7 separate regions of the Mus musculus genome follow, and regions 1, 3, 4, 5, 6 and 7 are each linked to region 2. The links are chromatin contacts, called in public promoter capture Hi-C maps. All regions are on one chromosome and are shown on one strand. Each heading gives the region's core, a stretch centred on a gene start, on an enhancer-like site or on the middle of the called end of the contact. The rest is flanking DNA. Distances are from core to core; before and after follow the strand shown.

Region 1 (2,700 bases), core at 23-2,522, 1.4 Mb before region 2:
ACCTGGGCCGGAGCTCAAAATGCTCAGGAGCCCAATTAAAGCCTGGGGCCTGGTTCTGATAAGCTCTGGGTTGAGATCTACCAGGAAGATCTCTGCCCATTCTGCAGGATGAATTCTTCCAGATTTCTCATCCTGGGAAGAATAATTAGTTCCTAAAACTCAGATAAAAAGAAAAAATAATTAGCAAGAGTGAACAAACGGGGGCTGTGGGGCTGTTCTTCCCGGCTCTTGATGCTCAGGAGTGGGGTGCCCAGGGCATAGTGGGCAGGGAAGGATAGGTGCCCAACTCTACTGAGACGCTTGCCCAGACCCTGCCTTCTGCTGCCCAAGTGCCCTACACAGGAAACACCGAAAGATAAGGGACTTCAGGGTAGTAGGCTGCCAATCACAAATATACGGAACAGGTGGGCCGGTGTGTGAACAAAGACTAGGGGAATTCCTCACAGGGAAGCTATTCCTCTTGTTCCACTGTGGCACTGGAAACCAAACCCTGATGTGCATTTATAATAAGCCATGTTTCCAACCCTTTTCTGTCTGGGTGTAGTGCACACCTTTGATCCCAATACCTGGGACACAGAGGCAGGTGGATGACAGTGAGTTAAAGATCAGCCAGTCTATATACATATATAGAGAGTTCCAAGGCAGTAGGAGATACATAGGGAAAACCCCAACTCAACCAGTTTTCTCCACAAGGCAAGGTGGCTTGGCTTACACACCTTTAATTTCCCTCTACTGGAGGAGGCTGGGGTGGAAGGATTGTCATCAGTTCAAAACCAGCCTGAGATACAGAGGGAGACTTCCTTCTCAAAAGGAGAAACAATAAAATATAGAAGAAGAAAAGGGGGAGGAGGAGGAGGAGGAGGAGGAGGAGGAGGAGGAGGAGGAGAAGGAGAAGGAGAAGGAGAAGGAGAAGGAGAAGGAGAAGGAGAAGGAGAAGGAGAAGGAGAAGGAGAAGGAGAAGGAGAAGGAGAAGGAGAAGGAGAAGGAGAAGGAGAAGGAGAAGGAGAAGGAGAAGAAGAAGAAGAAGAAGAAGAAGAAGAAGAAGAAGAAGAAGAAGAAGAAGAAGAAAAGAAGGAAGAACAAGAAAAGGAAGAACAAGAAGAAGAAAAAGAAAAGAGGTAACAATTTTAAAACAAGCACACCCTGCCTTTCTCCAGACTGGCAAACTCAGGCAACTAGTGTAGGGATGACTAGGAGCGTAAGGCCTGGGCGCGGTACACGAGCCAGTCGGGGTCCGGGCGCGCGCCCGGCCCGCCCGGGGCGGCTCTAGCCAGAGGCCCGCCCTCGGGTGTCCCCTCGGCCCGGCGCTCCAGCTCCTCCCTGGCCAGCGGAGCTGAGAGCCGGCGACCATGCAGGCCCTGCCGCTGGGGCTGCAGCTCGCCCTGCTGGTGGCGGCGGGGGCCGGGGCGCGCGTGAGCGCACCGCGGAGCCTGGCGTGGGGCCCTGGGTTGCAGGCCGCCGCCGTCCTGCCCGTGCGCTACTTCTTCCTGCAGTCGGTGGACTCGGACGGCCGGAACTTCACTAGCTCGCCGCCAGGTCAGCGCCCGTTGCCGTCCCCGCGCGTCCCTGTCCCCACACGTGGCCATCTCCCCACTGCGGGTGTCGTCTTCTCTCCCCTCCCATCGGCGTCCCTTCCCTCCTCCCTGACACCCACGGGGGCGGGAGGTGCCACTCAGGACCGTTGGGTGACTAACTCCAAAGGCTGGGCCACAGGTCCCGCCCGGTGACAGATGTAAGGGTAAGTAGAGTAAACGGCGCCTGTGGGGTCCCACGGAGCGCAGTGGTGCCATCACGTGATGCAGATGGCCCTTCCTGGCCTGCAGGGCGCGCCTTCCTCCCTCCCTCAGCAGCCCACTCTTCTTAGGCCCGCAGTGCAGACCACGCGAAGCAGGGAAACTTCCTAGAACCGGAGAAGGGAGGCGCTTGTCTTGAATCTCAGCAGGGCCCTCCTCCCACATCTGATTGCTTCTCTGGACTTGTCCAGCTGGTTTCAACTTGTTGCCAGTCAGGATTTGCTAATTTGTGTCTAAATGTAAGGCTGCTCCCATCTGGCGTCCTGTTTTGCCTGCAAAGAGGCAGAGAACTCCTTGGCGTCCTCCACCGAGCAAACGGGAATTTCACGTACTTAGAAGTCACGTGTATATGGTAATCCTGGAGTAAAAAAGAGGATGGCAATGTCTGCCTATCGAAAACTTAAGACTCTGCTGAGAAAATAGATAATAAGCAACCTGCCTATCAGGGCAAAGCACAGTTGCTGCAATTGGATTTCTGCAGCCTGGTGTAAACATTAAAGAACTGCCAATAGGTCCAAGGGAGTCTGGGAAGCTTCAGGAGTGCGGGTTTGGAGGCTGAGAGGGGTTTCTAGACTGGCTTGCAGCCGCGCAAAAGCAGAGAGCGCGAGGATCAAGTGTTGAGAACAGGAGTCTGTGGAACATGGTTCAGATTCAAACCGTGTTATGGTGTATCTGCAGTTCTGTAATAAATAAATGAACCCAGATAAGCACTCATGTGGTTACAGCAGGAGAGTAAGGATCCCCCCCCCCCATTTTAAAAATCTTTTTCCCCAAATAAAATGTTCTGCAAAGATTATTCGGATATGTGTGTGTTTGTATATGCCACTTGTGAGCTGGTGCCTATAGAGACCAGAAGAGAGCACTGGATCTGCTGTAACCATAGTTCTAGACACTTGTGAGCCACCTA
Region 2 (2,700 bases), core at 23-2,522:
CTCATGCTACCTGCTTCAAATATGCAAACCAAAGACTAACAAATGTTTACCAAGAACAGAAACTCAGACAGACACATGATTTCTAAATAGTCCTGGCCTAAGAGATCTTAATCAGGTGTGCTGACTTGTGACTGTTACTGATTTGTGACTCAAGAACAGGACCTTGCCCAGACTAGAAAGCTCTCCTGACAATTTGGCTCAAACAAGTTGAGACACAAACTGCATGAAGACCAGCCCTCTTAGTGATACTGCCTCCTCTCTGCCCATACGAACCTCACACTTGGCAATAGAGAAAAACGACAATTTTACAAGTAAGAAGGTTTATAGGGAGTCAACTTTTAAAAAGCTACCCTCAAAATAGGGTGTGCAGTTCCATCAGGCTGAACCTTTGAGGACGTACTGCATCAGATCCTATTTTAACTATTATACAGATTAGCTCACTGAACCTTCCTTAACGCCGTTTAGTAGGCACTCTTACTAGCTCCGTTCTTCTGGCTAGAAGAGAGAGGCTTAGAGCAGCTGACGGAAGCGTAGGTAAATACACAGTTCCTACTACTAAGACATGTCTCATGACAGGTAATTTCAGAACCAAGAGAATCCCAAGAGGCCTCTATGCCATCTCTCTCTTTAGGAAAATTTCCAGTTATCGGGGCTGGATTTAAAGGTCCTTCTTCAGGCTTCCCAGAGACTAACCCATGCGTCTATGAAAGTTTCTCAGGCACGTCTGTAACGCACCATACCACATGGTACTTGAAATAAAAGGAACTCACTCTCTGCTTAGTGTTCAATGACGTGAAGCTTGCTACCTAACAGCGTGGCTAACTACTATAGGACTGGTATTAAGAGAGTCCTCTATCTAAGGGGAAACTACTCCCCTCCCCAGAGTCCTCTATCTAAGGGGAAACTACTCCCCTCCCCACCCCGCAAAGAAGCCAACCCTCATTTCCGGGATGCACAAAACATTATCTGGGAGCAAAATTAGTCCACCTATGGGCCTTCTGTCTGCCCTTGGGACTCGTGCCTCGCGGACTAGCCAAGTTAAATAGAGTCACGAAAGCCACCCTTGGACTCCTGGAGCCTCCGTGAACAAACCTGCTGTGGTGGCCTCCAACTCTCCCGGTTCAGTCGCCCTCTCGCCCTAGTAGGCAACAGCACCAAAGACCACCATTCCCCAACTCTGCCCAGCACACCAACTCACCACCGTACAGCCAGCCGCACAGCACGCCTGACGTCAGTGGAGCACGACCGTGGCGCTCGTGGATGAGCTAACGAAGGGGCGGGGCCTCTCCTGGGATGCGGGCGGGACCGGCAGAGCGCCCCCCTGCTGCCTTGGCGTGCGGGGTTGGGGTGAGGGTGGAGCCAGGGAGAGTGGGCGGGGAGTACCTAGGGCAGCCTGCTGCTAACAGGCTTCAGAAAGCTTCTCTGATGACTTCCCGGGTTCGTTTTTTCTTCTGTTTTTTTTTCTTTCTTTTTTTTTTTTTCCCCGCTTTTTCTTCGTCCTCTTTTTCTTTCCTTCTCCTTTCCAGCCCAGCCTCGCCCCCCATCTCCCACAGCAAAAAGCTCGAAAATCATTACAATAAAGGTTTTCTAAAACAACCTAGCTCTGTAATTTTTAAAGTGCCACATTTTAATATTGTTAAAAGTTGTGTGCACGTATGGGAGTGTGCACACATGTCATGGTGTAGAAATGGAGGTCAGAAGACAACTTGAGTGTCTTAGTTGTCTCTGTCACGTGGAGCCCAGGAATGGAACCCAAGTCATCAGGCTTGAAGGCGGCCACTTTTATCTGCTGAGCCATTCCCTATATATTTTTTTTTAATAGCGCATAAATTCAAACCCAGGATGTTGCCTATGCTAGGCAAGCATGCTCCTGCTGGCCTACATCCCAGCCATCTATTTATTTATTTAGAAACAAGTTCTCAATAAATTGCCTAGGCTGGCCTATAACTTACTCTGTAACTCTGTAGCATAGGCAGTCCTTGGATTCCTGCTTCTATTGCTTCAGTCTCCAGTATCTCTAGAGTGACAGGCCTGCACTACCAGGCCTGGCTATAACTCTGTCGTTCAAACTCAAAGCCGAAAAATACCTCAGAGTGCTGTTTCAAGATGCCAAACAGAGAACTGAGAGAATTCCAGTAGAATTTGGACATTGAATTATTCGTGTGCTCTTCAGTGACTGAATAATTATGATGTGAACTCCAGATATGCTTGTTCAAAGACTATATTAAACCCCTACCTTTCACCTCTCTACTGTCAGAGCACCAAGCACATGAGGTCATTAGCATGGTCTACTGTGAAGCAAGAATAACAGGCCTCTTATGTACAATGAATGTCTTTGACATGCAATCAAGACTATGAGTCCTGCCTCAGAATAATATTTATAAATGGATCAATATCCACATAGGATTAAAGGGAAATAATTCCATCAAAATAGCCATAAATATGCAAAATAATAACACACCTACCTGAGCTCAACAGATCTAATACCGTCTGTGATTTCAAAGTATCAATACACATACACAATGCTTTGAATTATCTTCAGTGGTTGTAATAAAATAGGAACAATACTGTGGTTTGATTTAGTGACCAAGTCAATTACTGTTAATGCCTCCTGGTTTATTGTGCACATATGTGATCAAGAAAAACATCACCTTTCTGCTAGAAGTTAAGAGAAATAAAAATATAATTATTTTTCTATCA
Region 3 (2,700 bases), core at 154-2,653, 1.7 Mb after region 2:
TTACCCTTGTGGATAATTCAAGTTTGGGCTTTCTGGGTTTTTTTTTTTTTTTCCTCTTTGCAGAGAGCAATATGTGTTCTCTTGACTACATACTTAATTTGCCAAGGTAGATAAAGGGAGGACAGTGTGGCTGAAAAAAAAAAAGAGAAAGAAAGAAAAGAAAGAGAAAGAAAGAAAAAGATCAAGTCAACAGATAGGCCACCAAACAGAATACTCAAAGCAATTCCGACTCAGGTGAAAAAGCAGTTCATGCACATCATCCAGTGGCTTAAAAATAGTCTTTTATGTAAGTCACCAAGTATTTAATTGAGAGTGTACTCTTACCACATTCAACAGAGGCAAAGAAAAATGTACTGGGTTTTCTATAGTAAGGCCAATAAAGATGAAATCATAGTTTTCCTCTAACTCATCTCTATCCTTCAACACCAGCCATCCAATAACTCCATTCCACAGCTCTGGTTCCTCAATTTGGGTCCTTAAAAACTGGACTGCAGACATGGGGCCTGGGGGAGGGGGACTGGAGGGCGGACTACTCTTTGATATTGCTCTCAGCAGTCCTTAATGAAGTCCAAGAACAAAATCAAGCTCTCCAACAAATGGAGCATAAGATGGGGGATAACGAGAAGGGGACCCAATTCAGATGGGTAGTCCTCTTCGAAGGAGGAAAGGAAATTGGCAAGAACCCATAAGCCAAAGGGCAAAGAAAAACAAATGTCTAACCCAGCCTCTCAAAATCCCAAACCCCTAAGCAACCTAGGAAGCCTGCGCACATTAGGGGCTCCCTGGCCAGAGCGTAAAGTGAGCAGGCACAGAGCCACCGGTTCCGTCCTGACTGCTGAGGCAAGGCTGAGCCTGATCCTCCAAAGTCTGGGAGTGAGGCGACCATACAGACTAGGCAGAAGCCCTTCTTGCCCCAGCCTCCACATCTCCAGCTCCTCTAAGGCTTCACTTTCCCCTGGAGCCTCGCAGCCCAGCCCCGGGAAGTCCCTAGCCGCCAGGTTCCAACTTTCCCTCCTCTGGGGGGCGCCGCGCTCCCGGGACCATCGCAGCCAGGGTAACGAGGCCTGGGCCGGTGGGGGGCATGAGAGGGCTCGCGGCGCCCGCGGGGCGCGTGGGTGGCCGGGGCACTGCAGCCCGCGCCCCGCAGGACGCACGGGCTGCCGAGCCCCTGCGGCGCCACCCAGTCCCGATCCCCCCTAGGTCCGCGTCCTCACCTCTCGGCGACCCTGGCCCCATAAGCCAGCGCGTGTGGGAAAGGGACCGGAGGGTACGTGGGCAACCCTGCCCCCGTTACCTGAGGGGAGCACAAGCCGTTGCGATATTCAGCATTGCCTCCTGTCCCGTCCCCTTTCTGGTGATCGCGGCCGCCTCCACCGAGCAACTGACACAACTAACTAACTACTCGCGGCCGCGGAGTCCACAGCGCGCTCCCGGCCGCTCTCCGTCCGCCCAGCCCACCAGTCCGCTCGCTCCTCCCAACCCTGCACGCCGCCCCGCCGCGCGCACCCTTGCCGCTTCACTTCTTCAGACCGCGCGCGCTCGCCCGCGCGTGCCCGCACCAAACCTCGGCGGTCTCCGAGCTCTACTCTCAGCCCCATGGGAGGAGTTGACAAGAGGCCACGCCTCCCTGAGTGCCAATATCCGGAGAACACGAGCTAGAGAAAGTCTGATTGGCTGAGGGGTGGAGCCAAAGCCAGGGGGCGGGGCGGCAGGGACCTTGAGTCCATGTGACGGGGAATTTGGGTTCAATTAAACGCCAGTGGAAAGAAACAGCGCAGATTTGGATTTTTTTCGGGGCCGAATCACCTTAAGTCAGCCATTCGTCTAGTACAGAATAACTATCCTCTAAGAGTCCAGTATACAGTAATTAAAATTTAAGTCCCACTATTTTTTGAGAGCCTTAGCAATGAAAATGAAAACTACATTTCCCAAGAACCTTCGCGAAAGTGTGTCTCACCTTGCGTGGTCACGTAGTCCTTCGCCGCATTGGGCAAAATAATCCCTTCATTTCTCTGAAAGTATCGGGTATAACATTTCACGTCTCTCCTCAACGGAACAATTCTCAGTATTACCACGTTAAAAGAAGTTACCTATCTGGAGGTGACTAAGTGATTAGGTAAAGAGTAAGAAAAGACACCAAAATAAAGTACTGCGGAGGAATTTCTGTCAAGCTGTGAGACGACGGAGTGAAGAGTGAAGGCGATTGCGAGGGGCTGAGGGAATTGTCCTCTGTGCAAGGGACTTTCATTAGTCCCCAGGCCCCTGCCTGCTCCTGCCGTCAGCAGGTTAGTAAGCAAGACGAGCATGGGGGTGGCAACAGTCGAGATGTCCTTCCCCCTTTGAAGATCATCCTTCTTTTGCTGCTGCTGTTATTGGTTTGTCTTGGTTTAAGGCCCACTGAATGGGGGCGCCTCACTTCCGGTTGGGGGAAGGGAGACATGCTGTCATAGGGGAGGGGGAACTGTAACTCACTTCCTGTGGGGGTAGGATGATGTTTGGGGGGTGTCCAAGCCACTTCCCGTGTTGATGAGAGCCAGAAAAGGTGTTGGTTTGTGCCATTCTCAGAGAGAGTTCCTACAGCCTTGGGGTTGTATTTTCACGTCACAAGTTCGGTTATTTCCCCAAATTATGATAATCACCAGGCCACGATCAGAATTTATGTATTTTGTTTCTGTGTGTAAATTGGAAAATCTCTCCCCA
Region 4 (2,700 bases), core at 45-2,544, 1.5 Mb before region 2:
GTTTTAAGAGGATGGATAGAAGTAACATTCCTAAGGGGCAGACACCTAGGGCAGGAAAACACGCCAGCTTGTCTAAGTGTTAACTATGAGACTACTCATCTAGGAACACTGGCTACAAGATGCTGATGTCAGGAAGAGGCAAACACATTCCATTGTCTTTCCACTGATTCTTGGTGAAAACCATGAAGACAATGAGACAAAGAACAAAAGATGATGCTAAGGGACAGAGCCAATTCCCAACTTAAAGATCGAGAGCTGTGGAAACAGACACAGGTCTAGGTTCCAATTCCACACTACTAGATGTGGGAAATTAGGGCCAGTTTCTTATCCTCTCCAAACTCTACAGTTCTTATCCGTTAAATGGACTACTAGGATCCATCCACACCTCAAGATAGGGGCAAAGAATATAAAACATGGAGAGTACTTAAAGATATTTCTATTATTTTAAACATTTCCCACGAACAACAGCGTTTTCTTACATCACTCCAGATTTTAGCTTATTTATTTCATTTTTGAGACCAAGTTTCACGTATCACTGACTGACCTCGAACTTGCTATAAAGCCTTGGATGACTTTGCACCTCTGATCCCCCTGCCTCCACCTCCTTAGTGCTCAATATGTGCCCGGTTTATGTGGAGCTGGGGATTGAACCCAGGACTTCCTGCGTGTTGGGCTAGCACTCTACTGAAGGCTCTCACTCCATCCGCTAGGTTCTTTCCACAGCGGTCACTATTGCCTCTCTGTTCTGTCACCACTGCTGCACCACATGTCCCTACCCGGAGTGTCACCGCATTTCTATCACTTTTCCCAGCACTGCGGAAAGTAGAAGAGTCAGACCTGGGTAGCGACACCCAACAGACCACTAGTGAGGCCCCGTTGGCCGGGTCCGCCCCTTTCCCACACCACCCTGACCCTAAGTCCACCACAGCGGCAACACCTCCGGGCTGCACCCACCCTCGCTCCCCAGAGCCCCGCCGAACGTGCCCCGAGCCCACCTCACCTTCTCGTAGTTTTGCATGAGGCGGCTGATCCCCTCGCGCTCGACCTGCCATTCCGGCTTCTTTAGCTGCTTCCTCCGCTCCTTCTTTTGGTGCTGCCTGTGGCTGTGTTTTTTCTTCCAGCGATTAAAGCTCCGCACCGGGTCGGGTCGGGTTCCCTGACCCAGAGAAGCAACCGTTTTGCCCATGGCGGGGGCTGCCAGGACCCACGACGCCGCTACACGGGAGCCTCCTCGCTCCTCAAGGCACAGCACGGAAGACGCGAAACCAGCGTGTGGAGAAGGCGCAGGGGCGCACGCGCAAGTCCGGGAACCCGCCCCCAAGCTGGGGAGAGTGGGCACACATTAATGACGACAGGCAATGCGCGGACGATGATTGGTGATTTGGCTTCCGCTGGGCGGGGCGATCTTAAGACGCCAGGGGAAAGCGTGCACGGAGGAACTGGGCGTGCTCCACTGCTTCCGAGAGTGCTTGGGGCTTCCGGAAACAGCGCAAGTACACTGCTTATTGCTAGTATGGTGAAGTCATACTCAGCGTAAAGTACTGCTTTTCATTTACTCTGGATTCAAGTGTGCCCAACATTCGCGAGTACACTGCTATACGTTATAGAGTATGTAGGTCGTAGTTACTTTGTAGATCAGACTGGCCTCAAATTTATAAGAATTCACCTGCCTCCTGAATACTCTAATTTCAGTTAAATGCCACCGTGTTGACTCAAAATGCTTTAAAGCAAACTTTTCAATTAACAAAAAGTTACATAATACAGAAAAATACACTTACACATAGACATCGTAAAGATGCCTCTGGAGAGCATCCTAAACATCAATCACCATTTATCTTACAAAGTGTCAAAAACAAACAAAACAAAACAAAACAAAAACCAAACCCTGAGATGATTACTGTGTTAGTCACTGAACTATTACTGTGAAGAGACACCATGACCAAGGCAACTTTTATAGAAAGAAGCATCATTTAACTGGGCTGGCTTACAGTTTCACAGGTTTAGTCCATTATCATCATGACAGGGAAGGCATGCCAGCATCCAGGTGGGCACTGGAGCAGTACCTAAGAGCTGCATCCTGATCCATAGGCAGGACACAGACACACAGACACACACACACACACCTGCGTGCGCACGCACACGCACGTACGCACGCATGAACAGCGACACTGTGCCTGGCATGGACTTTTGAAACTCCAAAGTTTTGAAACTGTGACTCCAAATATATGAGCCTATGGAAATCATTCTTATTCAAACCATCACATTTACTCTCAGTTTTAACAACTGGGTGGCCTTAACTGAATATTCACATTGTATATTTTATAGTGATTTTTTTTTTCAAGACAGGGTTTCTCTGTGTAGCACTGGCTGTTCTGGAACTCACTCTGTAGACCAGGCTGGCCTCGAACTCAGAAATCCACCTACCTCTGCCTCCCAAGTGCTGGGATTAAAGGCGTGTGCCACCACTGCCCAGCTATAATGATTTTTAAGTTAAGTAAATGTTTATTTCCACGACTATGACTATAGCTATAAGTTAAACCAAGATTTTTTTTCATATTTTCCATCACTACACTTTTTTTGTTTTGTTTTGTTTTGTTTTTCGAGACAGGGTTTCTCTGTATAGCTGTCCTGGAACTCACTTTGTAGACCAGGCTGGCCTCGAACTAAGAAATCCCTCTGCCTCCCAAGTGCCTCCCAAGT
Region 5 (2,700 bases), core at 20-2,519, 1.3 Mb before region 2:
ATCCCTTGCCTAAAACACCCAGTCTGCAACGCTGGAGAGGGTCTGTGCCCTGCCCCCAATTCCCCTTGCAGTTCCAAGACAGCCAGGACTACATGGAGAAACCCTGCCTTGGAAAAAAAAAAAAAAAACCCTTATGGAAAAAAAATTTAAACAAAAACAAGAAAATTAATCCTTTTTTTTTTTTTTTTTTTTTTTTTTTTTTTTTTTTACAAAGTGAGTTCCAGGGCAGCCAAAACTACACAGAGAAACCCTGTCTCGAAAAAAAAAAAATTTACTCCTATCTGTGTGCTAACACGTGGCTGGTTCTGACTCCCAGCTTCATGCTCCCAGGAATAAGACTTAGACTCAAAATATATTTACAAATACCTTGGCCATAAAGCCAGGGTTTTCTCTGACTAGATCATAACTTACATAATCGACATAAACCCATTATTTTAACCTACATTTTGCCACATGGCTGGCTATCAATGCTCAGGCACCATGAGTCGGTCTCCTCACATCTTCCCGGGCTATTCTCCCTTGGGACTCTATCCCAGAATCCTTTCTGCCTCCTGGATGTTCCACCTCCCATTTCCTGCCTAAGCCATAGGCCACAGACTTTTTAATTGACAGGTGATGCATCCATACAACACACAAGTATTCTCTCTACGCATGGCCACAGTGTCTTGAAGGAGAACCAAAGCCCAAGGCCCTGTTTATGGAAACTGTGATAATTTTGAAGGTCTTGACATTCACTTTGTCACCGAATTTCCTACAGAGATTCCGCCCCCACCCCCCGTAAAAATGCATTTAGTATGTAAGGAAAATATTTTCCTAGAAGTTCATCTTCCTCACAAATTATGTTCCATGCAAGAACATAGAACTGGGCAGGTCTGAATACTCTTCATTTTACATTGTTACACTCTGACATTGAGGTAATGTCGGCGTGCAGGATATTCAACATTCAAGTCAATAAAGCATGCATTAAATATGCAGTGTGCTTTCGGGTTCTGTGAAGTCCTCTATTTAAAACCCGTGTCAGGCTAAGGAGCTTAAATTTAGAAATAGCGTTAGTCTGAGACCTCATGTTACTTAGGCCTTCAGCAAGGCCCGTCACATGCCCGAGATCTCTCTGAGTTCCTTTCTCAAGTCCTCTGCCTCTATGGCACTGAGACTGGAAGAGAGCGAGATTTCTACCAGAACAAACATCAAAGTGAGAATGGTCAGGGTTGGGGGCGGGGCCTAAGAAGGTTGCTAGGGAAGGAGCTATTAAGTCATTTCCGACTGACTAAGTCGTTACCAAGGAAACAGCGGAGAGCGACAGAGATTGGCAAGTCAAGGGACATGTTCCCTCCCCAGCTCCTTTCTGCTCTGGTGTCTGGTTTGATCTTGGCCTGCTGAAAGACGCTAAATACTCACGATCTTAGTATGCTACCATCCTTCTCCATGCTCTGTTCCCCAAACCCCTCTCCTGGCACAGTTGCTCTGCTGTGATGGAAAAGCTTTCCTCTACCTCACCAACCCCCACTCCAGCCTCGCCCTAACTCAGGAGCTGCAGCTTCGGGGATATTGCTAACCCACCTCTCGCATTGGGTTTCCTCCACCCTGTTAAATGCAGTATGTGGTTTTAGATTTTTCTCCCTAAAATATTTAGAGATGGAGGGAGCATTCTAAAGGGTACATGCTTAGGATTTCTGTCTTGTCCCTCAGTATCAAGATGTATAGGTAAAGAGGAATAGCAAAATCGTGAAGACACATTTGCTGAAAAAAATAAAATTTAGTAAAGAGAACGGGAATACGGGTTTGGAGTTGGAGGAAACCACAGGACAAGGGTGTCCACTTGCAGGGCTCCCTCTGAATCCCAGCACAGGGCTATTGGTTTGAGACTGGCTGGTAGTCCTCTCCTAATTGGCAGTTCGCACCTGGGTGTAGTAAAGTCCTGACTTAAGCAATGGTTTCCTTGTGCTCCTTGGGTCTTAGAATTGAAGTATTTCCCACGTGGTTTGAAGCCTCATAGCAAACGGTTCTGCTCTGAATCATAAGTTTCCTTTACCCTCTCCTGCGCCTTTCATCTCTCCTTCTCTAACAATATTTTCACGTTTTAGTGCCTCATATTTAAAAAAGACAAGCCCTCTTGAGTCCAGCCTCATCTTCTGGCTACTGTGTCCCTGCTTCCACATAACAGCCCAGAGCCTACTTTGTCAATTCCTCAACAACCTCGGTCTTTTGCTCTGCGGCTCCACTGCTGGTAATCAGCAGTTAGGTCTCTCTCTCTCATTTTTGACTGTACTCATGCACATTTACCTGACCTGCCATTTAGTACACTAGCAACATTTAGTATAGTTGAACGTGCCAAGGCTTTTTGGTCTTCTTTCTCCTTTCACGAAGTGCCTTTGTTCCTCGGGATCGTTTCTGCGTTGCTGTGCTAGTCACGACAGAATGGCAATGCACACGCTACACCTTTAATTTGCATCATTAACACATCGCCATAGATCCTTAAATCTTAAGTCAACTAGAAAAAGTCATAAATACCGATTTAAAACATTTGATAGTTTTCACAATGCAAATACTCTTAGGGCCAGTCTTATAGCCTCAGAACTTGAGAGAAGCTGGGCAAGGTTAACCCCTAGTCTCTTCCTTATCGTTATTGTTATTGCTGTTGTTTTGCGATTCTTCTGGAAGTGTCAGGCAAACACTCTTTCCCTGAGCTACAGCTCCGGC
Region 6 (2,700 bases), core at 128-2,627, 1.2 Mb after region 2:
AAGCAGTTCCTTGTAGAAACATTATTTCTGCTAGTTTTATGACATGGATCGTATCCAAATGATGGAAACCAAAGGAAAAAAGCCACATCACACTTTTTCCCACCAACATAATTTCCCACATGACATTTTAAAATGGCTCTTGTACTAAAGATATTTGGATGTCAATGGACATTCTCAAGTCATTTTGGTGTATTTGTTGTAAATCAATCTGCAAGCATCTTGCAGAAAGTCATGCTTAACAGGAAAAAAAATTTACCAATTCAAAGCACCTACATAGGACAGGGTGGGTTAGTGCTGTGCTTATTTTTCTATCTTAAATCAGAAATCTGCCACATTACCAGCAAGTGATCAGGCTAAGCAATCATCTCTTTGAGCCTCAAGTTTCCCATTTATAAACGTCCACAGCATCTATCTCACTCTTCTCCCATGTGATGTGGATGAAATAAATCTGTAAATTGCAGCCGGGAATTATTTTCTGTTCAGGAAGATGATTGTAGCAAATTGCTATTCCACAGACAATAACGCGACACACGTGAGAAATACAGTCCACCAGCAGCAGGAGGCAGCCCATGGGGTAGTGAGACCTCCTTAGAGGGAGCCTTTGGGACAGCAGCAGGTGCTGCTTGGGGAGCAATTTTCTGGCTGCTTTCTAACAAGCCCCAAACTCTCTGGAGTCAGTTACTGACTCTAACCTGCTTCTGTGTGCAGGACTGCAAATCTGAGCAGAGGGGAGTGCTAATAAAGTACAGAGGCAAGGACGCTGAGGTAGGAGGCTCTCAGGTGAGAGAGGCCTTCGGTTTGCACCTGAGGCCTCAAGTAAACATTTGTAAAATGGGAAGAAAAAAAATTTTTTTTTTTTTTTTTTTTTTTTTTACCTCCATGCTTCCCTGAGATAGCTAATGCCTGAATCTAGGTTCATGGAAAGTGTGGTAAAGCCCTGGAGGGAAAGATGCTGAAAGTGATTAACTGCCAAATGCAGGCAAGCAGCAGCTTCTGAGGACCCCTCACTCGTGCAGTAGGGACATTCCAGTAGGCTCGGCTACCCCCTAGAGACAGTCTTCTGCCCCGACCCTAACCCCGGCCCGGCCTGAGGTCTGTCCCAGTCCCACGACCCTCACTGCCCCGGGGCCAGCTCGACCCTCCCCACCCTGGCCCGGCCTCCTCAGTCCACCTCGCGGCTCCCCTCCCCCGGTCACACGCCCAGGTGAGGGAGGAGGTGGAAGGGTTTCCGCCGCCATCTTGTCCCCTCAGCCCCACAACACAGGTTGCCCGCGCCCCTCCTGGGCCCGTCCGGGTCGAGGCGACGCGCGCCCCTCGCGGACACTTACCCGGGAGGCTTAGCTTACTTTGGGGCGGCTCCCAGCGTCCCGGCGGGAAAGGGGCGGGGTGGGGCGGGGCGGCCGCGGAGGACCGGGCGGGGCGGATGGACGGCGCACCACGTGACGCCAGCCGAAGCCCAGCCACTCCCCCTAGGCCGTCCTGGGCCATTCGCGCAGGCGCAGCTAGGCTCACTTCTTGCGCGCTCAAGTAGAAAGGTAAGAGTTTCCTCTGTACCGACGAACGTCTTTTTCTTCAGTGCTGTTCTCTTTCTTGGACTGACGGTCTACCTCAGCTTTGTCCACACTGGCCCCTTTCTCGGATTCAGCTTTCTTCCGGCGTGTCTTACCACCACAGCCCACCGATTAAAGACCTCAAGAAATGTGTGTGACAATCTTTCACTAAAGCACCTGGGACTTAGCCAAGCGGAGCTTAGTCTCCACTTAAAGGCTTGTTTCAAATGTCGGTGCCAGGCTTGGAAGGATCCAACTACAAAAACCTAAAAGGTAGGCTTAAGCTATTTCAAAGACAACAATAAGTGCAAGATGATTATGTGTAGGTATTTAAACCACAGTTGTGAACTAAATGGAAAACAATCTATGCCCGTCACAGTACAATATCAAGGAGTATTTTCTGCAGCTTTTCGTCCAGATGACTCTGAGATTCTAACTTGGCTCACACTTCTTACAACAGGTGGGAAGCTAACGGGTCACTGACATCTGCCTCACCCTTAAGAGGGTAAGAGTTATGGAAGCAGGTGCACGCTGTATTAGAGGCTCCTTCTAGGTCCTTCCGCCTCTTGGTTTCTTAGAAAACCCATTCGTTCAGTTGTTTGACAAACAGTTATGAAGGACCTGCCACATTAGCTCTACTAGCTTGCTTAGAGTCATAAATGAACAAAATAGGTCCTCCCCCAAAAGAAATCCTGGAGGGAGGAAATGTTTGTTCTTGAGCTCGGAGGAAACACAAATAATAAAAATTGTAAGTTATATGATAAGCACTATTGGTAATAAAGTAAGTGGAGATAGGAAGAATTAGTGCAATATAAATGGCGGTCAGGGTCTTGTTTCTCTGGTTTACTATCTTCTCTTATTCTCATGAGCATTTAAACAACTTCAATCTCTTTCCACTTCAAATCTCCCAACCACCAGCCCTCACTTCAACATGTTTTCATTCCCCCTCATAGCCTGCCCTTTGTACTTTGCAATTTGCAAGATATCTCCACTACTTCAGTTCCTCTTCAGGTCTGGACTTACTGCAGTTTGGTTTCTTCCGATTCTTTTCTAAAGTCACTAGTGATTTCTTTACTGCAAATCCCCACCTGCAGTAGTTTGAATTTTTAATGTTCCCCAAAGGCCCAAATATTGAAGGCTTTGTCTCTGT
Region 7 (2,700 bases), core at 198-2,697, 1.4 Mb after region 2:
GTCTTTCCAGAATAGATGTGCATACTTTCCGAGACAGGAGCTGAGTGGGAAGTGGTGGGGGTGGGTGATGATATACTAAAGTATGCTCAGTGGGACTGTTCAAAGACTATCCTGAGTACTGTGGACAGGGAAAACTGCCCATGGCAAATGTTTATAACAAACCTGGGAAAAAGGAAACTTGATCCCAGCCTGAGAACCTGAGGGTCAGTTGGGTCCCAAATCACCAGTAGTGTGCCCATAATTAATAATTTATCAGAAAACACCCAACAGTAGTGTGTGGGTCATACTGCAGTACACTACCAGACTTTAAGTAAGAGTACCAAAGTAAAAAGGTTGAACTGTTCTAATATTAAGCTGTTCTTTTTTTTTTTTTTAAGAAACAAAAAAAGATGTGATAGACGACATTTTTGATAGTTTTTTTTCCTGGTGCAAAGTCCAGAAGGATTCAAGACGGAGGAGAGGGCCAAAGAACAACAGGTTAGTAAAAAGTCCCAGGTGAGATAATGACCTGACTCAAGACAGGTCGGTTATAAGCACTTTCTCTGGGGCCAGGTTTCCCGAGCCCCTCCAAAGAGCAACCTTTTATAGAAGTGAATTGGTTGCTTTAAAAATCTCCTGGCAGCTGATACATTTAAAAGGGTTTATAACCTCAGGCTACCCATCCCCACAACAGCGATTTTCTTGATCAAAGAAATGCTCTGCTGTTTCACGCTGAATCCTTTCCGTTTTCTGGGCTGCTTACCAGCCAACCAACTCTATACAAAGAGCTCTAAGCCGAAATTCCTGGCCCGGGACTCGACAGGCGTCCCCACGTAGCTGCTACATGACCTGGGGACAGCCGCTGGCTCTGCGAGGACTCAGACAAAGACAGCGGACCCGACTCACAGGGGAGTATCCCATTTCGGGCCTGGCGTCCCGACAGACTCAGCCCTGAGAACAGAGCGACCCGCAGGCTCACGCCGCGGCGACCCGCGTAACCCTGGCACCGTGCCAGCGGACCGGAGGCCCCCCGGGACCTCCGGTCGGCACCGTCCTGGCCTCTGCTGGGCCCTGGAAGGACCTCACCAAGAGCTCCGAGGCCGCAGGGCCCGGGCGACCCCTCGGCCGGCTCCCGCGCCCGCCTGGTCCCCACGCGCCGCACAGAGGCCTCCCCTGTCCGGTCTCCCCGCCAGCTCACCCAGAAGATGAGGTTGAGGAAGACCAGCACGGTCTTAGAGGAGGTGATGCCGCATTGGCCCATGGTGCCGGCGGCCGGCGGAGGCCCGGCTGGGCGAGCGGAGCGGCGCTCACCGAGCGAGAAGGCAATGGCGCCGGCGGCTCTGCTGAGAACTGCTGGGCCCGAGCCGCGTTCCCGCAGACCCCCGCGCCGCCCCAGCAAGCACCTCGCAGCTGCGTGCAGCCCGCCGCAGGCCCCCTAGGCCGTTCCCAGGCAACTAAGTCCCGCGTCTGCGGCCGCTTCTGCCAATCAGCGCCGCGGAGAACGAGGTGGCCTCGCCTCTTAAAGGAGCCGACGCCTCCGCGCCTTTTCTTCTGGCCTCTGACCGTCCTTGAGTGTAGAATCCTCTTCTGGGGAATTTCTAGTGGGACAAACACGTTCCCCGTCTTATTGAGTTACTTTTACAAGACCAAATGACTGGAAGACCACAGAATTCTGTTCTGTTAACTACTCTTCCCTAGAAAGACCCACCTCACATGAGGATTTTCGTGACTGCATGATACCTAAGCAGCACCCCATATAAGTTGGGAAGAAATACGGTGGACATCAACACACGATTATGAAGAATTTAGTATGCCAGAAGCTCTGCTAGCTCTGATAAAAAAAAATCATCAGGAAAGGAGAAAACACTGGCGCACTAGCAAAGCAGAGATGGTTGGGCAAGGCAGCCACCCTTTCAGCTCTATTCTTTGGACTGAGATTTGCAATTACAGATACATCTTCATACATGTTGACATGTGCGCTCTTTCCTGTAATCTTAAATGAATGGTAGCAATTAGCACCTTAAAAATAAAAACGGAGTGTGTGTCTGTGTGTGTGTGTCTGTGTGAGCATGTGCGTGTGCACCCACAAACATCCCACAGCACAGAAGTAAAGGTCAGAAGACAACTTTGGGAGTCAGTTCTTTACTTCCACCCTGTGGGTCCCAGGTCATCAGCTTTGGTGGCAATGTGACCTCCGCTCTGCTGGCTGCATGCATATTAGCTTCTTTTAACTATTAGTTCATTCATGCCACTACCCCTCCCCCAGCTTCAGATGACTGTCAGACTAATTTTACTGGTAGGGTAATTAAGGGTTAGAAAGGATGCCAAACTTGCCTGCAGCCACACATAGAAGAGTGATCTAATGCAGAAGCCACCTCAGCCACACACAGTACTTCTGCCACTGTCCTGCACTCTCCCTTACTCGGGACCTCTTTACCTGTCCTCAAACATCTCTTTTTCCTGTAGCCTCCCTGGTTCATCATCTTCCCTGGGCATTCACAGAAATACCCAAGCACCTCAGCATCCTATTCATCTGTATCAAGCAATGTCCATGTTATCAAAGACCCACTCATGTTCCCAAGACCTCACTCTGCACCTATTCTAGGTGATGGCATTCCACCATGAGGAAGAAGACAATGCTTGCCCATGTGGGGTTTTCATTCCAGTAGAAGAGGGTAGATATACCATGAGCAAAGAGGCAAGCAGACATGAGACGCGATG

Evidence for each region. Promoter capture Hi-C pulls out the DNA fragments that hold promoters and counts their contacts.
Region 1: a promoter capture Hi-C map of liver shows a contact between it and region 2, with 6 times the contacts expected there. The contact joins the promoter of Poglut3 here to the promoter of Wdr61 in region 2. A contact is called at or near these places in 2 of 39 promoter capture datasets (liver and pre-B cells).
Region 3: a contact with region 2 is called in a promoter capture Hi-C map of pre-B cells, with 5 times the contacts expected there. The contact joins the promoter of Peak1 here to the promoter of Wdr61 in region 2. A contact is called at or near these places in 5 of 39 promoter capture datasets (erythroid cells, hippocampal neurons, liver and 1 more).
Region 4: a promoter capture Hi-C map of erythroid cells shows a contact between it and region 2, with 12 times the contacts expected there. The contact joins the promoter of Ddx10 here to the promoter of Wdr61 in region 2. A contact is called at or near these places in 2 of 39 promoter capture datasets (erythroid cells and pre-B cells).
Region 5: a promoter capture Hi-C map of liver shows a contact between it and region 2, with 4 times the contacts expected there. The contact joins the promoter of 4930550C14Rik here to the promoter of Wdr61 in region 2. A contact is called at or near these places in 3 of 39 promoter capture datasets (liver and pre-B cells).
Region 6: a contact with region 2 is called in a promoter capture Hi-C map of erythroid cells, with 25 times the contacts expected there. The contact joins the promoter of Scaper here to the promoter of Wdr61 in region 2. A contact is called at or near these places in 1 of 39 promoter capture datasets (erythroid cells), 1 of 484 Hi-C or Micro-C datasets (CD4 T cells) and 1 of 115 datasets of contacts at active chromatin or transcription factors (astrocytes).
Region 7: a contact with region 2 is called in a promoter capture Hi-C map of pre-B cells, with 5 times the contacts expected there. The contact joins the promoter of Tspan3 here to the promoter of Wdr61 in region 2. A contact is called at or near these places in 2 of 39 promoter capture datasets (hippocampal neurons and pre-B cells).

The regions. Positions count from the first base shown.
Region 1 is chr9:53,382,751-53,385,450 of GRCm38.p6, forward strand. Poglut3 (protein O-glucosyltransferase 3) reads left to right here and starts at 1,273. Exons shown (of 8, transcript NM_212445.2): 1 at 1,273-1,536. The coding sequence starts at 1,350.
Region 2 is chr9:54,733,277-54,735,976 of GRCm38.p6, forward strand. Wdr61 (WD repeat domain 61) reads right to left here and starts at 1,273. Exons shown (of 11, transcript NM_023191.3): 1 at 1,199-1,273.
Region 3 is chr9:56,416,647-56,419,346 of GRCm38.p6, forward strand. It overlaps Peak1 (pseudopodium-enriched atypical kinase 1), which reads right to left and starts at 1,404. Exons shown (of 7, transcript NM_172924.3): 1 at 1,295-1,404. Hmg20a (high mobility group 20A) reads left to right here and starts at 1,973. Exons shown (of 10, transcript NM_025812.3): 1 at 1,973-2,285.
Region 4 is chr9:53,246,818-53,249,517 of GRCm38.p6, forward strand. Ddx10 (DEAD box helicase 10) reads right to left here and starts at 1,295. Exons shown (of 18, transcript NM_029936.2): 1 at 1,001-1,295. The coding sequence starts at 1,186.
Region 5 is chr9:53,404,017-53,406,716 of GRCm38.p6, forward strand. 4930550C14Rik (RIKEN cDNA 4930550C14 gene) reads left to right here and starts at 1,270. Exons shown (of 9, transcript NM_001376944.1): 1 at 1,270-1,596.
Region 6 is chr9:55,936,742-55,939,441 of GRCm38.p6, forward strand. It overlaps Scaper (S phase cyclin A-associated protein in the ER), which reads right to left and starts at 1,378. Exons shown (of 33, transcript NM_001357652.1): 1 at 1,329-1,378.
Region 7 is chr9:56,159,623-56,162,322 of GRCm38.p6, forward strand. Tspan3 (tetraspanin 3) reads right to left here and starts at 1,448. Exons shown (of 7, transcript NM_019793.3): 1 at 1,178-1,448. The coding sequence starts at 1,240.